Linked DNA regions of Mus musculus: region 2 is linked to region 1. Evidence: chromatin contacts called from public HiChIP or PLAC-seq data. All regions are on one chromosome and are shown on one strand. Each heading gives the region's core, a stretch centred on a gene start, on an enhancer-like site or on the middle of the called end of the contact. The rest is flanking DNA. Distances are from core to core; before and after follow the strand shown.

Region 1 (5,920 bases), core at 1,961-4,460:
GATCTGTGGCTATGAGTCAGGAGTTCAAAATGCCACTGCCACAATCCCAAGGCTCAGGGAACCAACGAATACTGAACCAGTGTGGTCACACAGGACAAGGAGATAGTGATATTTTGAGCCACAAGATGTGACTATGCCTGCCCGTGGGTGATGACCAATCTCTGAGCTTCAAGGAATATGGGCATATGGACAAGTCTCCAGCCACATTGTCTCCAACACATGGCCATGGCTCACCTGAAGTTTTAAAACTGACTTACAGGCCAGAGAAATGAGTGTAAGTCTGTAGTGAAATGAGACAAGTCTGCTTGCTGTCAAGACCTTGACCTCTAAATTGATATCTGGGATATAGGAGGAGAGAACTGATTGCAGCAAGTTGTCTTCTGACCTCCAAGGATGCAGATCCCTCCCTTCAATAATAAAATAAAAATGTAACATAAAGTTAAAACTCTGATTTGTAAGTCTATTTTAGCATAACATTCTTACAAGAAATCAAAACCAGATTAAGCCAGGATGTGTGTTGTATGTATATGTTTGTATAGGTGTGTGCTCCTGCACACATAGATATATGTGCACATGTGTGCATGTGCAGGTATAGGTTCACGTCAGTGCATTCTTCAATGGCTGGCTAGGTCTCTCATTACACCTGGATCTCATGAGTTGGGATAATCTGGCTAGCCAATGAGCTCCTGTCTCTGGCTCCCCATCTGGGGTTCCAGGTGTGTGCTGCCATGCTTGTGTGTTTTTTGTTTTTTGTTTTTTGAATTTGGGGGATCCAAACTTGCATATTGGGCATTTCACCCACTGACCCACTTCCCTAGCTTCCTGTACCAGTCATTTTTTATCAGAGTGAAAATGTGTACCCTGAGGTTACTGAACAATGAACACGGAGGAAGGGAGAGACAGGAGGCCGTCAGCTCTGGGTCTGCTGCTGATTTATATAGCTACACTCTCTGGAGAGCCTCAGGATGTCCCATGAGGTTGGTGCCAGCAGTCCTGGTTCACGTATGGGGCCGTCAGGACCCTGAGGTTTAGCACCAGGAGGATGAGGCAGAAGCAACAGCAGAGTGACTGCACAGCTGGCCACAGCAGGGCATGCTTTCAAGGACTGTTGGATCTCAGGCGCCTGGTTGTTCTCAACACAAGCCATCTGCTCTCATATGGAGCCTCAAAAACAGAACTGAAATGAGGCACAGAAGATAATATGTGTGCTCCTGAAATCCATCTTCCTGGTTTTCTTCATGGATTTCCAAAATCCCAGGAAGACCTAGAAAGCCCTTCTATCCAGGAGCATCTCCGTGGGTCACGTCTAAATAAGCCTTACTGGTTTCTTCCTTCCTTTAAAAACCAGCATTTCTTTCCACCCCAGGCCCCTTGCACATCCACTTAATTCCCCACTTCCCCTTACTCATTTCTGCTTATCCTTAAAGTCCAGGCTTAAGACAGTTTTCTCAGGGAAACTCTTTTGACCTAAAGTGGGCCAGGCACTTGACTCTGAGCACCCCACTTCTGGTTAGCACCTTTGGTTGCTTCTCTTTGGAGCAGGTGAGTTACTGGACCCCACCCTCAAGGCCTGAACCCTTGAGGTTTCGGATTTTAGTGAATGCTGGAGGCCACGTGGGAGGTGAGCCCTGGCAGCTTCCCTTTTGAGGGACTGAAGTTCCTTATCAGTGAAAGGAGCCTGTGACTTTCTATGAATCAGTGGCTGAATTGCTAGAAATCTTAGTTGTATATTATCTTGAACTGGGGAGGTTCTCTCTCACCTTCCCCATCCAGGAGCTCCTGGCTATTTAAGCTGCATTCTGGACGGGTTGATATAACTGCTCCAGGCTGGGGTGGCCCTGTCTACAGCAGGTAGGCACCTGACCTTTCCAATTCTAGTTGAGTTGGCCCCTCTCTGGCTCTGACATGCAATCTTACACAATGTAGCCTTCATTCTTTTAAACTTTCATTCCTTTAGTCCTTGAAGATTCCCAGGCTGGTGTCTTTGTCATTGTTTCTAGGATGCAAGAGAGGGCACACAGTAGAATATGCAATCTCATTTGCCCCTTCTAATAGCTTGCTGTGGACCCGAGGTCCCCTTGCACCCCTCCCCTTAGTTTTAACCTTTTCTTGGATTCTAATGAACGCTCAGGGTGTGTCTATGGGCAGGCCTTGAAGAAATCGGAAGTATTGCACTTGTGGGTGGCTGGCACTGGGTGAGTCTGAGACCAGCCTCCTTCAGATTAGAGTTGCTAGGAGCTGCTTGTTCTAAGCTGGAACTGGCTTCCTTTCTCTTCCCACTTCCTCTCTTTCCCCACTTCAGCAGGCCCAGTTCCTACTGAACGCCTCAAAGTTGCTGCAAACTAGGAGCCTCATTGTGCTGCTCCAGACCCTCAACACCCAAAGAGATCTGGGCTGTTAGAAACACCCAGGGGCTGCAAAGTCTTTTCCTAGGCTTCTCTTACCAGTGCTGACTGTACATCACCACTCCCATCAGCTACTAGGCACGCTCAATGCGCTCAGACCCTGGCAAAATGGGTGCCCACTTTGAATGAATGAATGAACTACGATGAACTCCTAGCTCTGCTCCAACGCTCTCCACCAGGTCAGAACTGGGGTTTCCGCACTTCACACCAGTGAGTACATGTGTGGTGTCTGACTATTTGTGTTAGATCCAGGCCTAGAGGGCTATAAGGATTTGTGGTGTGTGTGTTCGCGCGTGCACGCTTGTGTGTGAAAAGATAGCACTTTGTGAGGTGCAGGGTACAGTGTTCAGGATGGTGTGCGTGGTGTGTGTGTGTTGTGTGTGTGTGTGTGTGTGTATGTGTGTACCCTGTATGGTACAGAGTGCAGAGTGTTTGGGATGCTGGGTGCTCGGTGTTCAAAGTAGAGTGTGGGTAAAGAGTGCTGGATGCGGTGCAGAGTAGACAGTGCAGGGTGAGGACCATACAGTGCAGATTAGTAGGTGCGAGGTGCACGGTGTTTAGTGGAAAGTAGAGGATGTGAGTTGCACGGTTCCTGCAGCATGCAGGGCGTCCATGGGCTCCGGGAAGCAGCCTGGGTCCCTCGAGGGACCCGGCGGGCCGAGCCCCAGGGCACGCGCGCCTGGGCGGGCTACAGCCGGCCGCCGTCCCGCCTCTCGCCGGCGCTCCCGGCCTTTCCCATCCGGCCCGCGACGCTCCGCCCGCCCCGTCCCACATGACACCGCCTCCGCCGCAAACTTTTTCCTCCCCATCCTGTCGCGGCGGGGAAGGAATGGAAGATGGCGGCCTAGGCGCAGAGTTTCCTGCCCGAGCAGCGGCGGCAGCAGCGGCGGCTCCAGTGGGCTGCGGCCAGCGCCACCATGACGCGCTGGGTCCCCACCAAGCGAGAGGAGAAGTACGGCGTGGGTGAGCAGCGCGCCGCCCCGCGCCCGCCCCGCGCGCAACTTCCCCGCCGCGGCGCCCAGCCTGTTGCCGCGCGGTGCGGAGCCCGGCCCGCCCGGGGCTGGAGCCCGCGTGGGGAACCCGGGGACCCTCCGGGGTCCACCGTGCTCCTCATTCCCGCGCATTCGCTCTGTCGTAGTCCCGTGTGCTCCTGCGTGCGCGGGGCTCCCGGGGTCATTGTTTGTGTGCGTTTTGGCTTCTTCGGGAAACTTCTGTTTGGCATCCGGGACTCCGGGTGGACACTTTTCATTGTGCAGCGCTCGGATCTGTGAAGCCTCCTTTTCTCGCGTGAGGAGTGGCTGCGCCTCCCGGGTTGGGTCGGTGCCGCCTTTCCCGCCCTGGATGGTAGGGGACACTCAGGCGCTCCTGTGTCCCCGGGGCTCTGGAAACGGACCTCGAGGGCGGGGACCTGGTTTTGCCTTTGTCGCTTCCCTAGGGGGTAGAAGGAGTAGGGTTGCAAGCTTACTTTTGATCCAAGGAGTCCCGCTTTCCTCAATGGCCAGACAGTCCCAGAGCCCTGCAGACCTTGTCTCGCCCCCCAGCTAGCCCACATCAAAAGTCAGGTCTGTCTAGGCCTCAGGGCTCGCTGGCATTCCAGATTTGACCATTCCGTTTCCAGGCTCCTGCTCTCTTTTCCCTAAGGATCCTCTGACGCCCAGCCTCACCTGAGCAGAGACTCTGACTTGCAAGCAGGCATTTCTTGGGGATTTGCAAGCAAGCATTTAGGGGAGCTTGCTGCCTTCCACCCTAAGGGCTGCCTTGGGGCACTTTCTCAGCAGCTGTCTGTTCTAGGCATGCCTTCAGCACCGTCTTGCAGGCCTAGTTCATGTCCCAGCCCGCTGTCTTTGAAAGCTTCCCGGAGACTCCAGTCTACAAGGCCGTGTCCTTCCTTTGAACTCCAGTTACTTATTTCTGTAACAAGTAGGAGATGGTGGCCATGGGGGCAGGGCTGGAGAAGCCTAGGGCCCCTACCTCCACTCTAGGCCCACACCCAGGTTTGGAGGATTTTTCCCTGCGTTGTGAACACTGGAGCTGAGCTCCACCTGTGCTTGGCCGACCTTTCAGAGGCCCATGGCAGAGCTGGGAAGGGCTGTTAGAGTCCCATCTATTTAATTTGGGATGAGGGTCCTACTTAGGATGGCTTCAGGGTGTGGGAGGTTTTCTCTTGGGGTTGCCCAGGACTGTTGAAAGAACAGCTAGAAGAGTGGCAGGGGCAAGCAGAAAGCCAGATAGTCGGGGTGCAGTTGAGGAAGGAGGGCCCTGCAGAGGACTCCCGGGTAGTGGAGAAACTTGCCCCCTGTGCTTTACCCTTGTAGCATAGTAATGGGAGCTGCTGGGTTTGAACCCTGGCAACAGTGGGTTCACATTCATCCCTGTTCTGCTGCAACTGCCACGGTGCCTTGGGATTATTGGGGAGGGGAGTCTATTTCTTTGATTTTTTTTTGTTTATTTTTTTGGGGGGGGGACAGAGTTTCACTATGTAGCCCTGGTTGGTCTGGCTTCATACAGAGGTCTACTTGTCTCTATCACCTGATTGCTAGGTTTAAAGGCATGCATCCTCACATCTGGTGGGTCGTGTCGTCGCCCCCCCCCCCCCGCCTCCCCCCCAGCATCCTCCACTCCCTTTAAGTTGGAAGACTGTTTTGTTGCCATTTGGGAGAAAGAAATAGGCAGGCTGGAGACCTCAGCAGCCTTGGGAATGAAGGGTTGTAGATAGGAAAGAAAATGGCTTGGGAGAGGTTGGGGGTGGGGGTGGGGGTGTCGGGGGGGGGGGCAGTTAGTCCAAACCTAGTTTGTAGTGCAGGGTGGTAGTGAGGTGCATACCAGTAAAGTCGGAACTTGGGAGGATCAGAAGTTGAAGTTCATCTTCTGCAGCATAATAAGTTTGAGGCCAGTCTGCGCTACGTGGGAGCGTATCTCAAAAGGAAAAAAGCTGTATTTTCTAAGCAAAAGGCCAGAAAACATTTAGCAGTGGAAACACTGTGAGTTCTTTTGTTGGGTGTGGGGACTTCACTTGAGAGAGAGGGAAACAGACACAGAGAGACAGAGAGGAGAGACAGAGAGAGAGAAGAGAGAGAGAGGGAGACAGAGACAGAGAGACAGAGAGAGAGAAGAGAGAAGAAGAGAGAGAGAGAGGGAGAGAGACAGAGAGAGACAGAGAGGAGACAGAGAGAGAGGAGAGAGAGAGAGGGAGAGAGAGACAGAGACAGAGAAAGACAGAGAGGAGATGGAGGGAGGGAGGGAGGGAGAGAGAGATATCAATCCAGCGCTGGGGTGTAGGTAGGGTGGTGGTGGCACTACATTTTGCTGTAACGTCCCCTAGAGACATGGATGTTGCCTCCAGTGCGCCTTTTGTAGTTCTGTAGTGTGGCTTTACCTGGAGAAGTTGGGGAGACATTCCTATGTAGGGGCAGGAGGGTCTCTCTCCAGAGGTGGGAAGCAAGCAGCCCAAGAGGCTGTGGCTGTCTCAGTGAAGCCATACACCCTCCCAAAGGCACTCTTGGATGTGACTTCTG
Region 2 (5,920 bases), core at 1,730-4,229, 150 kb after region 1:
ACAGACTGACCAGCAGAGCTGAAGATTCCAGCCCTCAGAGAGCTGATGCGCCTCACACTTAGGGAAACACATTCAGCAAGGCCGTGCCTCTTAGCGCTGATCAATTATATCTAGATTTTACGTTTCTAGTGTATGGGGCATATTTTGGGTGCACATTGCAGACATCTTAAATAAGATCTAAATAAAAGGAACAAAACCCCTTTCTGTGTATAGATCAGATGTCAAGATGCCAAGAACAGGTGAGTTCTAGATTCACTCCCATTCTAATCCACACCTTAGAGTTACAGTGTGATTATTGATGCCATGCTTCTGAAGTTTAGAGGAGAAATTAAGAGGCCAGACTGTCTGATAGGCTGTTTTAGAAGAACAACCCTAGGGGACTGCCTCTTCTCAACTCAACAGGCATCGCTGGAAAGCTGCCATTGCCTCTGCTCAGACTGCGCTCAGATTTGCTTTCGAAAGCCCGGTGTGGGTTGCTTCAGGTAGGTGGAAGCCCGGCACCCTAGGCCCGAGTGTGCCTCTGCTTAACAGTTAACCTCCTTTCAGTGCAGTGATTGTGTCTCCACTGGAGTGAGAAATGTCTACCATCGGGTAGAACGTTCCATTCTTCTCACTATTTAATGATCCCCATGGTCATACAGTGACTGGCTCTTTGAGAGAATGTCCATCCTTCTAAGAATGCCTTTCTGGGCTGGGGAGATGGTGCAGAATGTGAAGTCCTTGCCTTGTCAACCTGAGGACCTGGCTTTGCTCCCCAGAACCCGTGTGAAAAACTGGTGTGTGATGGTGTACAGTTGTCATGCCAGTACTGAGAGACAGAAGGAACCCTGGGCTTCACTGGCCATTCAGCCATGCCTGCCTCATGAGCTTCAGGGCAATGAAATACCGTATTTCAATTAGTCAGTCAACTAGTCAACCAGGTATTCTATCTATCTATCTATCTATCTATCTATCTATCTATCTATCTATCTATCTATCTATCTATCTATCTATCTATCTACTGTCCTATCTATCTATCTATCTATCTATCTATCTATCTATCTATCTATCTATCTATCTATCTATCTATCTATCCATCCATCCATCCATCCATCCATCCATCCATCCATCCACCCACCCACCCATCCATCCATCCATCCATCCATCCATCCATCCATCCATCCATCCCTGTATGTATGTTAATGGTACCTGATGTATGATATCCAGGGCTGTCCTCTAGGCTCCACACACCCATGCACAAGTGCATATACAGACATGTATACTCATGTCCCAAGGTCTCTAGAACTTTTTTTCTCTAAGCAGGGGATACGGGCAGAGGTCCTGGGAAAGAAGAGGCCGCTGAAACAGACATGGAGACATAATGGAGGGAGTGGAGAGTGAGGACTTAGAGCAACTGGGAGGAGGGCTTGGGGACAAGCACGTGTGTCTGAAACTATTGTAAACCTGTGACTCTGTGAGATGGGCTTTATGAGATGTTCTGGCCTGTTGGCTGTGTTGATGCAAAGGGACATTGAAGTCTTCACTGAGACATGGTGCTCACCCTGCATGCTGATTAGCGCATGTCCTGAAGCAAGAGGAGCGGGATGCTTAAACCTTCCCAGGAAGAATGACATCAAGTTGAAATAGTGTAAGGAAGTGAGGGAAAGACTCTTCATACTCGAGCTTTGAAAAACTCATTGGCTCTGTCAGAATGGATATTTATAAATTGGCAAGATGCTTTGGAGTATTACAGTTGTGTACATTCTCTTAGTGTGTGTGTGTGTGTGTGTGTGTGTGTGTGTGTGTGTGTTGATAAGACTGCACATTAGGTTCAGTTGGATTTCTGCACTACTCCAGGAGTTATGTTGGCGAGTGAGGGAGTGAGAAGTCCTATCCTGAAGGCTTCCGGGCATTTACTCAGGGATTTGAGAATCCCAGGTAGGAAGGCCAGACCCTAATTTCCTGTTCTTCACTGTGTTGCTTTTCCCCTGAGATTACTCCAATCCGATTTTAAATTATTATGCCGGATTTACTCAGAATCCTCGGCCATCCTTCTGATGAGAAGGTCAGCAGCGTAAGTCTCTGTCCACTGTGGACACAGCACCTCAATGATTCAAGGAGAATTATTTTTCCCTTGGGAAAACCCAGACTCAGTACCGTGGGTTGTATTGGGAAAGAGGCACAGCCTGGGCAGGGCTGTAAAAGAAAGATGTATCATTAAAACAAAACAGACCTTAAAACCTGTGTACCCTTCACATTTAGCCATTCATTCTTAAGAGACTGTCTACCCGTGTGTGTGTGTGTGTGTGTGTGTGTGTGTGTGTGTGTGTGTGTGTGTAGGGGTGTTCAGGTAGAGGCCAGAAGAAAACCCTGTGTCTCGTTTCTCAGATGCCATCCCCTTCATTTTTGACCTAGGGTTTCTCCATCATCTGAACTTATCAAATAGGTTAGACTGGCTGGCCAGAGAGCCCCAGGGATCCACCCATATGTGAGCCCCCAGTGCTGACATTCCAAGAGCAGGTCACTCAGTCTTAGTTTCCTTTATCCTTTTTTAATGAGATGAAATTCAGGTCCACAAGCATGAACCTGACTGAACTCTCTCCCAGTTGTCCGGGGTTTTTCTTTTTCCTCTTAAACCTCTTCTATCCATGCAAACGGTGAAGGAGGCACAGCATTCCCTGTCACTCGATTAGGTGGAAACAAAGAGTATAATCAACTTTTTGAAAGGGAAAATTTGAGAATTTTCTGAGAAGTACTCATTTTTGCCATAAAATATTTTCCATGGTTACCTCTGACAACCAGAGGCAGAGGTACTCTGTGTTAGTCAGTCAGCTTTGATCACTGTGACAAAGACAAATGCAAACAATGCGAAATGCAGAAAAAATGCAAAACAGCTTCTGAAGAGTGAAGGTTTATGCCTGGTTCTGGTTTCAGAAGCTCCCAGACAGAATGGGTTGGATCTGTCCCTTTGGACCAGTGGCTAGGCACTCTGTCACAGTCTCGCCATGTTACATGCCCCTGTAGTGACTCACTTTCTTGCCACAGGCAGGGGTCCCACACTGCTTTGCAGTTTTCTGCTAGTTTGCACCTTTCTAAGGGCTGCCCTATCTCCTGGTAGCAACACACTGGGGAATAAGCTTTTAACTACCTGGACCCTTGGGGGACATTTACAATCCAAAGCAGAGTATATCTGAGAAAGTCAGTGAGCACCAATTCCTTTTATTGCTTTTCTTTTAAATAATTCATTTTGTATTAAAGTGGAGGACAGTATTTCAGTTTTTCTCCCTTCTCAGGCCTATCCTCATGTGATACTTTGCAGGTTGCTTGTGACTCAGCCCAAGCGCTTCTCCACTCTTGATGCAGGATGCTCATCCACCTCTTTGGCAGGTCTCTCCTACTTCCTTGCTTCCATCTTTGGCCTTGTCTGTTACTGGGGACACAGGAACAAACCACAGCTCTACTTCTCTGATTAATTTACTGAGGTTTCTCTCTCAGACTTAGTCTGGATGCCCCCCACCTCCTTGTCTGAGCTAGCTCTAGATGTCCCGTGGGTAGCAGATGGCTCCTGGTGAATGGGGCTTGGGCTTTTTACTTCAGTGTCTGTTAGGGTTTTACTGCTGTGAACAGATGCCATGACCCAGACAACTCTTGTAAGGACAACATTTAATTGGGGCTGGCTTACAGGTTCAGAGGTTTAGTTTACTATCATCAAGGTGGGAGCATGGCATCATCCAGGCAGGCATGGTACAGGAGATGCTGAGAGTTCTACATCTTTCAGCTGCTAGCAAAATATTGACTTCCAGGCAGCTAGGATGAGGGTCTTAAAGTCCACATCTACAGTGACACAGCTACTCCAACAGGACCACACCTTCTAATAGTGCCATTCCCTGGGCTGAGCATATACAAACCATCACATCGTCATCATGTGATGTGTCATCGACTCTTGACCCTAGCACAGATGACAGGGGGTCGGCTTTTAGCTGAGACTTTTGTTCCTTCCTGGACTGTGACTCAGGGACAGGGAAGTAACCACATGCTATGAAATACACAAGCAGATGTATGAGGTAGAGAGAGGCCAGTGCTGGCCCCTTGGATAGGATCACTGATGAACAAGGCTTACGTGAGTGAGCACAGTGCAGACACATGGCTCTTGCTCTTCCCAATTTTGCCTTCTCCTACTGTTTCAGGGGACCTTCCCTTGTGAGTAGGTAATACCTTCTTACCACTAAGTAACTCCACAAAGTTGGGTCAAATTCATGTCTAACGAATGGCTGATGAACGGAGAAATACCTGAACAGCAAATTCCACTGAAAACAAACAACCAAAATGCTGAGCAGGGATACATTAAGAAAGCTCAAAGAACTGGAAAACAGGGCTGCACACTGTATAATACTTGAGGGACCCCTGGACATCAAGGTTGAAGGCAGACTCTTTCCTGCAGTATGTGGGCTGCATCTCTACAGCATTCTCCAGGGTCTTTCCCCACTTTCCCCTTCCTTCTGATGAGCCTGCTCTGTTACCCCGGCATTCATTTGCATACACCATCCTCATCTTACCTCAGGGTTTGGTCTTTATCCTTCATGGTGGTATCTCCTCTACCTGTTCCCTTTTGGAAACTGGATGTATGAATGTCCCGGGAACTTCCCTCCTACTCTGGGGCCTGGCTGGAGTTCGAGTTCACTCTACAGATCTCCTGTCTGTCAACACTGAGCAGTGGACTAGGCTCTCAGGGAAATGGCCTCTAGGGTGGTTGTTCTGTGGGAAAGTTATGGAGCTGGAGAGATGGCTCCGTGGTTAAGAAGACATTCAGAAAACTCAGGCTCAGTTCGCAGCGCCCATATGGCTGCTCACAACTGTCTGTAACTCCAGTTCCAGGGAGGTCTGTAGCCCCCTTCTGGCCTCCATGGACACCAGGCCCATGTGTGGGGTACAGATATTTATATCTACAAATACCCATACCCATAATCTAAAATTATAAATGATTTTTTTAAAGAAAAAGAGAAGCCATTATAACACCACTGTCTGCAAGTCTGTCTGACTGGATGATCGTTCTTAAAGTACATTCTCAAGTCTGCTTCCAATGTTGCCCCCTCCCTGGCTGCTGGTGTAACAGCTAGCACTTTAATGTATGGCTACTTTAGTATGTGGGCAGACATAATGTGCTCTATATTCCTTCCCTTTAGAGTGTATTAAGTGCTCATTTCGTGCCAACTTTGGCCTCATTACTAGCCCGAGGCCATCAGTAACAGACAGTGAAAGATGTTCTGTCTCTAGGAGAAGAAGCCAGGCATTTGACCCCCCAGGGCAGGTGACAGGTGAGGTGGTATGTCATTAGCTGTCAGGATGACAGACTGTAGGCCAGATAGGGGCCCAGAGTGCAAATGGCCCTGAAACCCCTATCAATGCCTTGGTTACAGCTCAGAGGATTGGCTCTGAGCTTTGAGGCTGAGAATTAAGATGGCTGATTATATCAAGGGACACTTTATGTGAGAGGATGGGGGAGGAAGGAGAAGGAGAGAGAAAGATGGTGTGGATGCCTTGTTTGTGGAGTATAGGGATCTTGGCTGTACTCTGGCAGTCTAGTGGTGGCGTGTGTGAGCCCCAGCTCACATAATGAAAACTGACATAGAAGTTTATTTTTTAATCACACTTTTACAAAAGGTTAAGATTTCCCAGGGGTATGGAAATTGGGGGGGGGTTATCTCTCAGTATGAAAATTACATGAGTTTTGAAAATGTTATCTTATAGACTTCATTATTGGTTCTTTTATTATTACCATGGGATAACTTTCTTCATTTATATATTTAAATAAAATATGCCTTTAATTGGAAAAAGAATTTTCCAGAAACCTTGCCTGTCCCCTTGCAGAGTTTTGGGGCTTTCACTGGGAGCCTCTTTGTAGGGTGCTTGGCCTCTCTTTCCCCCATGGAGCCCTGATGTC

Evidence for each region. HiChIP or PLAC-seq counts read pairs in DNA pulled down with a chosen protein or histone mark.
Region 2: a contact with region 1 is called in a FOXA1 HiChIP or PLAC-seq map of pancreatic cancer cells. The contact joins the enhancer-like site here to the promoter of Dock1 in region 1. A contact is called at or near these places in 1 of 39 promoter capture datasets (liver), 3 of 484 Hi-C or Micro-C datasets (cerebellar granule neurons, myocytes and nephron progenitors) and 1 of 115 datasets of contacts at active chromatin or transcription factors (pancreatic cancer cells).

The regions. Positions count from the first base shown.
Region 1 is chr7:134,667,477-134,673,396 of GRCm38.p6, forward strand. Dock1 (dedicator of cytokinesis 1) reads left to right here and starts at 3,211. Exons shown (of 52, transcript NM_001033420.2): 1 at 3,211-3,368. The coding sequence starts at 3,323.
Region 2 is chr7:134,813,877-134,819,796 of GRCm38.p6, forward strand. All of the region lies in intron 23 of Dock1 (dedicator of cytokinesis 1), which reads left to right. Among named protein-coding and RNA genes, the nearest start is that of Insyn2a, 120 kb to the right of the region's middle. Within about 2 kb of position 2,980, at least 10 of the 459 cell types and tissues checked have an H3K27ac peak or open chromatin away from gene starts, as enhancers often do. A contact at or near this core is called in pancreatic cancer cells, where this site is marked.